2 separate regions of the Siniperca chuatsi genome follow, and region 1 is linked to region 2. The links are chromatin contacts, called in public Hi-C maps. All regions are on one chromosome and are shown on one strand. The core of a region is the stretch at or near the end of the contact, and the rest is flanking DNA. Distances in the headings are between cores, read along the strand shown.

The links. Hi-C and Micro-C count contacts between places; a contact is called where the count stands out from the background.
Region 1: a contact with region 2 is called in a Hi-C map of an unstated tissue, with 2.2 times the contacts expected there. The contact joins two enhancer-like sites. A contact is called at or near these places in 2 of 3 Hi-C or Micro-C datasets (skeletal muscle and an unstated tissue).

Annotation. Positions count from the first base shown.
Region 1 is chrLG21:18,885,406-18,889,869 of ASM2008510v1, forward strand. The region is part of intron 3 of nfixb (nuclear factor I/Xb); the gene reads left to right. Among protein-coding and RNA genes, the nearest start is that of rad23aa, 59 kb to the right of the region's middle. Within about 2 kb of position 1,281, the one cell type or tissue checked has an H3K27ac peak away from gene starts, as active enhancers do.
Region 2 is chrLG21:18,806,207-18,810,285 of ASM2008510v1, forward strand. The region is part of intron 2 of nfixb (nuclear factor I/Xb); the gene reads left to right. Among protein-coding and RNA genes, the nearest start is that of nfixb, 16 kb to the left of the region's middle. Within about 2 kb of position 1,920, the one cell type or tissue checked has an H3K27ac peak away from gene starts, as active enhancers do.

The DNA of each region.
Region 1 (4,464 bases), core at 31-2,530, 79 kb after region 2:
AAACGCTAGACATTTCTGAGCCACTGCCAAACAGATGCAGGCTCCTCTGGTCTGCCCCTCGACTTGAACATCCTCTCCATTTAATACCACAGAGCCATCGGCAGCAGGGCAGCCATTGCACTGACATTTCATCCTTTTACAGAGGAAGAACAGACTGACAGGATTTCCCATTTAAATTAATATACTTAATGGTCATTTTGCCCTGGTTTGTTGTGGAATTTAGCAGGGATGCAATGCATGAAACTGATGTGTTACCATGGCACTGGCCTTATTCGTGTGAACATTTTGGTGGCAGATGTGTAAAACATTTCATTTGCGATTATCAGGCATAGTCAACACGTGCAATAATCACCCATATGTGACAGTCAAAAATGTCTGTATTGAAGTATATACCGAGCGTTAGTCAACTGTGAGCTCGTTTTACAGAAAAGGATTTTGTTACTCTCTTTATGGATACTTGACCTAATTCTGTTTTCTTATTTTACTGCATGAAAAAGAATGTCATCTTTTTTTTCTCCCCCCTCTTTTTCCTGCTTTTCCCTCCATTATTTACTTTCAGTGCATGTCAGTTTTTCAAACAAGGTCAGCTTTTAAAACGCATCACTTCGGCAGGCAGAGGCTGCGCTCGGAGATAATAAGGCTGAGTTCAGTGATGCTTATTGATGAATATGTTTTTTGAACTCGCTAAGTGGATTGGCACCGGTCTAATCTCTTTTCGCCGTGTTGATTTTGATGAGGGGGAGGCAGGAATGTTTTTAAAGCTTTATCTGGGTTAATAAATTAATAGATGGATTGATAGATGGTCGGAATAAATCTCCAATTATCAGCTTGACCGAGGGAGAGCCTGAGTGGAGACATTAAGCTCTCCAACTAGGCTAATCCTGTATGTCTGACATGTATGGACATGCCTTTTGATTCAATTATGCTGTCAATCTGATTGTGTCAGCCCATGAAAACTAGATGTTCCTCATAAATGACACTGCAGCAGCATCTTGCACTCTACTGGTGGTCATATTACCACAGAATAATAAGAATTGTATGCACTGTATTCCTGTAATCGGCTTTCACTCTCAGGCCTGTGGCTGCAGCTGGAGCCTGGGACTCGCCTGAGTGGCTCGTCCCAGTGCCCTGGGCCTGATACTGGGGGAGCATCTGGTGAAGGCAGGAGGCTGGAGCATTAATCAGCTAGCATGTCAGAGACAGGAAGGCCAGGGCAGTTGTTTACTCACCTTATCTGCCTGAGAGATAAAGCCAGCTTTGACACAGATAGCAGCTCGTATGCATGGGCACTTACACAAACACTGGAAGACTCCGCAGCAGTGTGTGTGTGTGTGTGTGTGTGTGTGTGTGTGTGTGTGCGCACATGGAAACAAACCACACAAACACACGACTGTGCTGCGAGCCACTGACCCTTGGGCCGGGTTCATCTGGGGACACAGACTGACAAATGCGGCTGGGCGGTGACTCCCAGACAGCTGGTGGTCAAAGGTTGCCTTTCTATCGGTGCCCTCATTTGGCTGATTGTTTTTTCTCAGGCCTCATCTGCTAGTCTCGATCTCTGTGTCTGTCTGCTCCCTCCTCCTCTTCCTCCCTCTCTCTCTTTCTGTCAGCTGAAGAATAAATCTTCAGTTCATGCTGTAGGTATGCAGATCTGGCTGTTCCCTCCCCAGAAACAGTGATTTTGGACCTCTTTCTGGCTTACTTGGGAAAGCCCCCGCCATCTCAGGAGGATGTATGCAGATCAGCTCCCAAGTTTACTGTAGCATCAGTCGATGTTGAGCCACTGTCGGTGCTTCTGTGTGTGTGTGTGTGTGTTATCCCGGATCTGATTTGTTAGAGCTTTTCACACGGTGTCCTTATTTGACACACCGGTCTGAAAGGTCTAAAGAAGAGCAGCATAGAGTCAAGCACATAAATGAGTCTCTGAGAAGCACACACAGACACAGCAACACACTTACCCCTCCTCCAGCACACACATAGATGCATACGTAGAAACACTGACATGCAGACTTACTCACAAATCATGCCCATCATACGTTATGCCTCCATTGGCATCACCCAGGGAGGATGTGGAGTTTTACGCAGCCATTCATCGCTCCCCTAATTCATTAGTCCAAATGAGCATTTATGCAGAGCACACATTATTTTTACAGGCCTGCTTTATGTGTTTGTGTGGAGTTTTACAACCGTCATAAAACACGTCCTCCAAGCCCCAGATAGATTTGGGAGCATTTATTTGCATAGTTCACAAACCCAAAATAAATCGTTAGCGTTTTCGGGCCCAGGCTGGATCAGACTGAAGGGTGTGATGCAAACAGTGTTGTCTTGTAATTTGAATAATATTTTGTTGATAACATGATGACATCCATTAATGTTGTGAATACTGCCTGTACACTATTCAAATGACATTTGAAGCCTGAAAGTAAAGTCTGGCTTTGAGTGTCATGCAGTCAAAATATACATGCATATACGTGTCTTTGAGCATGCACACAGCATTAAACCTTTAGCTTCACATCTCCTCATGCATAGAATACCATTACTGTAGTGCTACTGTAGTGAAGTTAGTTTATGACTTTCAGCAAATCATATCGTGATGGTATATTATCAATTTCTGTTGTCATTCCAAGCAAGCATCAATAGCCTAGTCATTGAAGTTTTTGATTTACGCATATGAAGAGTTTGGTCTCATTTGATGTGAATGGAATACAGTTCATTGCTTTGGCATGCATTTGCCATATTGTGACATACGTTGATATTGGAAAATATCCTTATTAGTATAATGACAGTGATTTCAAACATATTGTCCAGCTCTACTGCATCTACTGTAAGTACATGTATGTGTATGCCCCCAAGTTCAAGCTGAGTCATCAAAAACGTTTTGACGTTTCACAGGAAGAGAAAAGAGAGGGATTTTGTTTTGACTTTTTTTGACATACATTTGGCATATAACAAGAGAGAACTGAACAGTTAACGCAGGGCGACGAGATTAAAACTTGGAAAAGGTTTTTTTTCATATCACTGTGTCTTTTAAAGTGCATAGTGGATTTTTTTGGCTACTTGGGGGCAGCGCAACAAGCTGGCTAACGTTTTAGCAAAGAATGGCTTATTTACACATTGAGCAGACACGGAGCAACATAAACATTCAGTTGGAGTCGTGTTTCTGGCCACCTGACAAATTTAAGTCCAATATTCTTCCCTTTTAGCTCTGTTTTGATCTCCACCGGAGGGAAATATCTGGCTCTTCAGCTGCTAAATGCTCCACTGTGTTCACCAGCTAGCCGCTAACTGTGTCTGTCTACCATTTGGTGCTAAGCAGGTAGTGTACAGTGGGTTTTTAGAGCGCTTTTTTTTTTTTTTTTTTTTTTTTTTTTTTTTTTTGCTGAAAGCTGCCTGCTGCTGTTGTAAATGAAGTTGCTGAGAGCTGTGACAGTGAACCAAAACAGTAAAGTTGCGGGCTGTAAAACCAAAACACAAATTCACTAACGCACTCAATAGAGCCAGTTGAAACGAGCGACGTAATAATTAGATTCATTGTTAATATCAACATATTGATTGGAGCAGCTTTAAAGCTCGTATCAGTTCAGTTGATATTCCCAATTTGTACAAACCAGTTACCACAAACCAACTGACACGCAGTGAATGTAGGGCTTTTGGGGACCCAGGGCCGTTGCCCGCTTTGCCCTGTTCGTATTCCTTTCGTACACTCCCCACTTGCTCTGAAAGCCTGACGATCTTGTCCACTGCGAGTTTGGTGCTGAGAATTTGTCCTGAGGGGAACTGACACAGTGGGGAATGGTAATAAAACGCCTAGCCAAAACGTTCCAGTCACAAAAGTTGCAGTTACAGTCCCCACAACACACACACACACACACACACACACACACACACACACACACACACACACAGAGTCATGGTTTGAGTGACAGGTCGCCATGATGTCCCTGGATCATAGCACACACATTTACATTCATGGTTATGTGTGTGTGTGTGTGTGTGTGGGAGAGACTGTGAGAATAGTTCAGAATAATTGGCTTGTTGTAAAGTGATGGTGCCGCCTCTTGGTGGCTGTGGTGTTGTGTGTGTGTGTGTGTGTGTGTGTGTTTGCTTTTCCGCGTCTCCCCTGTAGTGCTGGGTTTGATCGTGTCTGCTCCCTAGCTGGTGCCCACTGTAGGCTGCTGCTTTCACTCCCCCCTTGTACCCTCCTCTCCTCCTCTGCTCTGCCAACAAGTCTCTCTTTCTTTCTCATTCCTTCTTTTATTCTCTCTGCTCACGTCTTTCTTGGCAAGGCAAAACGTTCCCACAGCTCTCACAATCCCCCCTCAAACCTCCCACCCCCACCCCTTTTCTCTCCCCCTCTTTCTCAGTCTATCACAACCCCCACCTCCAACCCCCCTTTCTTCCTCTCTCTCATTCACTTCTTTTTTGTCTTTTTCTTGTCTCCACTTCTCTTCTGTGTCTGCCTCT
Region 2 (4,079 bases), core at 670-3,169:
GAGTCGAGGCTCGCAAGAGTTTTTGGCCGGTGAGAGGAGTTGCAGGAGAGCAGGGCGCACCGCCGCCTTTAGGGCTGCTTTCATGTGGAGCTGAGACCGGGAAAGGAGGCATTGGAGCTGGCGTGTGTGTGCGTGTGTATGCGCGCGTGTGTGTGTGTGTGTATGTGTGTGTGTGTGTATTATATACTGTGAACAGCGCAGACGTTCTGCATCTTTTGAGATAGGTGTTTTATTGGAGCTCACTTTCTCTCACTTGAATGCAACACGTGCTCACGTGTGTGGTTACAGGTTAACAGGAGACACGGGAACTACATTGATTGTATATTTATACCCCCCCCACCCCCACCCCACCCCTCCCATGGACTGAGTGTAGACAGCAGTGTGCAGTTGCTTGTCATGGCACAGCTCATTTAGACCAACACTACAAAATAAATGTCACTGTTCTTTCATGTAAAATTGCTTCCTCTAACATCTTGCTGCATCTCATCACTTTTGAAACACTAATCTTGCCTTTTCCAAGCTATTCATATAAAAAAAAGTGGTGTTAGGTTTTAGAAAGAATTGCTCCAACATCATATTTAACACAGGCTAGTTTTATTGTCAAGGAAATGATAAGTGTCAGGGAATAACATGAGTGCGGAGTAGCCGTTTGAACTCGTTTTTGTGTGTGTGTGTGTGTGTGTGACAGTGTGTGGTGTCTCTTCAGGTGTGAGGCGTCTATACTAAATGTTGCCTTTTGACCACTTCATGTTTCAACTGTTTTTATTTTATTTGCTTTAGGCGTCCTATTAAAACCTCCATTTAAAATAAAAAACAACATTAATCTTAGCCTTTTGCAACAGAGGGGGAGAGTGAGCTGAGAAAATATAGGCTAACGCTGCTTGCAGAACTTTTTCATGCAGCTTTTTTTTTGCAGCATTTTGGTGCGTGCAGCTTCGTGAAGTGCACCACAGCCGTACAAAAAAAAATGTCCAATTTCACAATGCAAACATCCAGCACGCTTAGCAAACTGTCATTAGTCCTCTCCCCAGCATTTTGCAAAGCAATTTTAAATCCTAAATTTAAAAAAATATATATATATATAACCCTGTAATGTTTCCTTCCAGCACCTTGTTTTTCAGAGAGCCTCTTTTTCCTCCAGCTCTGTACGGTTTTTGAAGGTTTTCCCTTCATTTAACGGCAGCGACCTGCCCAAGTTATACAGCTGCTGGGAGCCTTTACTCTTATAAAGCAGACTTGTTTATCCCTCATTGGCTTCGTCTGACAGCGGACTGCCAGGGTGCGCTTGATGTGTAATTCATTCCTGATTTTTACAGTGGCTTTATTAAAAGACTTTTCCTCCCATCACTTGCCTCTGACGACTGCTACCAGAGGCTGAGGGGATGTTTTCGGCTCCTCTCGTGCGGGCCCAAGTCATGTCTGGTTTCCATTTCAAAACATTAGCAGCTAGGATCATAATGTCGTCCTCTCGTTGACACCAGAAAGGGAAAGCAGATTTTTATTATTTTCCCTTTATTCTCCATTTTATTGAAGAAACCATGATGGGCTCCTTAGTGTGTTGACTTAAGGCTCAGAGGGGTGAAAGTGACTGATTCTATCTTAGAGATGGAGAGAAAATACGAACAGATTGGTAAATCATGATTACAGTCATCACACATATTGCCTATAGATTCGGATATGCTGTGTGCGTAAAATGGCTCACTTGTGGATGTTGTTTAAAATGGCTCTGAGTTGTCCGGCCTGCACTTCCAAACGGGCCTTTAGAGTTGATGACTTTATCTGTAATTGATAATAATAATTAAAAAAAAAAAGTCTTTCACAGCAGATAATCCCTGAACAAAAGAAGCACATATTTAGCTGCATAAATTCCCCTTAATCAAAACGAATTGATTGGCAACAGACGCTCATACAGTGTAATGTAGTGCACATGTTGCACACACTGTAATGGTAACGCGCAGTGTGTCACTGGCTGGGCAGGAAGCGCGTTTGCAGCACGGAAAAGCCCCTCATACTGTTACTTGTCATTATGATTATTATTATTATTTTATTTTGTACCCTTATGTTTGTGTTGTGTAGAGAAGAAACAACTTCCCTCTCCGTGCAAACAGCACCAGCAGTCCTCTCTCTCTCTCTCTCTCTCTCCACACACACACACACACACACACACACACACACACAGACTCACAGCATTCCCTTGCAGCTCCGTCTGCAGACGGAAAGGCACATTTTGTTTATTTAATTGCTGTTAATAATTAAAAATTCGAGCTTGGACCTCGGATATGGCAACGACTGTAAACAATCGAATGAATTATTAACTGTGATAAAAGCCTTGCTGGAGAGAAGCAGCGTGCTGGGATGTGACGGACGGTGCGTAATGGAAGCAAATTACGGGGAGAGACCCTGAGAGGAGTGTGTGTGTGTTTGTGTGTGTGTGTGCTGTGTTAATTCTAGTGTGTGTGTGGTTTTTTTTTTATGCTGATCTAATTTAGGGATAAAATGACATCTATATTTAGGCCTTTTTAATGTAAAACAGATATTACACTTTTGTCAAGAGAAGTGGAAGCCATCCACTGCATTATCTCATATATATATTTTTTTATTTCCCATTCATTCTTAAAAAACACATCTGAAGTCTATAATTGCAATTGTCTGCTGAAATTGCCTTTGACATTATTTTCTCTTGTTATTTTCAATTGATGATTCTATTTATTTTGCTTTTTTTTGTTGTTGTCCGTCTTTGTTGCTTTCTCCAGACCTAGTGTCCGTTCCCTGCAGGCCACAATGACGCAAATCTGCACTTTAAAAAAAGCAGCCTTTTTTTTTTTTTTTTTTTGGTTTCATTGCATTTTTCAATGTGTTCAGTGGTACTATTGTGCAGCTCGTAATGTTGTCATCTCAGATTGTTTTCACTGGTGCGACATTTTAACTTATTCCTTCCCTCTGCCCCCTCTGCCCGCCTGGACGCTGACCCCTGCTCTCCTCGCCTCTTAACACCCTCTCGACACTAAAGTATTACCCTACTCACCTTCTAAACAATGCCTTAGTGGTAAGTCCTATTTAGTCCCTATTTATTAGGTGTATGTGTTTTCATATATTCCATCTTGAGAAAATGTTTTGGGGTTTTTTTTGTGACACTCCTGCAGGGCCTCTCACGCTGACCTGCAGCTGGAATCGTTATAGGCCCGTGCAGGAAAGAGCAGAAACTCTATGAAAAGTTGCATTTCCTCTCTGTGTGTTTTGTAGTTATTGGCAATATGGTCTGACCAGACGACACCTTTTTCCCCCTCCACCCACCCACCCCACCCCGACCTCCCTCCCTCCCTCCTCTCATTGCAATGATGCAGCGCAAACAGACCAAAAAACACACTGGCTGCAGCTCCGACCACTTAGTGTTTTACATCCCAAATATTACCTCTGAGCTAGATCTTAGGAAGGCCAGATGCTTGCCGTGTTAAAAAAAAAAAAAAGTTATACATTCATTTTAAAATACCAGCCTGCATTTGCAATGTGTCCTTTTTTAAATCTTAAATGAAATCAGACTGCATCAGAGTGCAAACTATACCTTTGCGCTGCGCTTTTCCTTTAGGCAGCGAGTTCCTATTTGCTTTGGTGTAGGCAAATTCTCGGACAGTCTATGACAAACGTTTTTTTGTTGTTTTTTTTTTTCGTTGTCTGTCGTCTTTGTCCGTCTCTAACAGCCAGCGGACACCTCTGCTTCGAGGTCACCGTCTCTGCGCACATGACTTATTGCTTTGTCCTCCCTGGCTGAGCTGCGCGGTTTTCTTTATCGGCGCTATATGTTGCTCCAAGAGGATGTATTATATTTTTCTTACGTCACCACCAATCCTTCTCACTCGTTATCAGAGAGCAGTGTTTTCAGTGAAAATATCAAAGCAGTATTTAGAGGGGGCTAGTATGAGCTAGTTTGTTTTATCTGTAAATCTGATTAAATGAATGTAATCAATTCCTGATTTCAGGCATTAACTTTACATTCACACATATTTGGTGAGGTGGCCCTTACACCCCCTCCCACCCCCTCTGCTCCCCTCTCTGTCTCTTCCCAAGGCCTGCAAAATGAG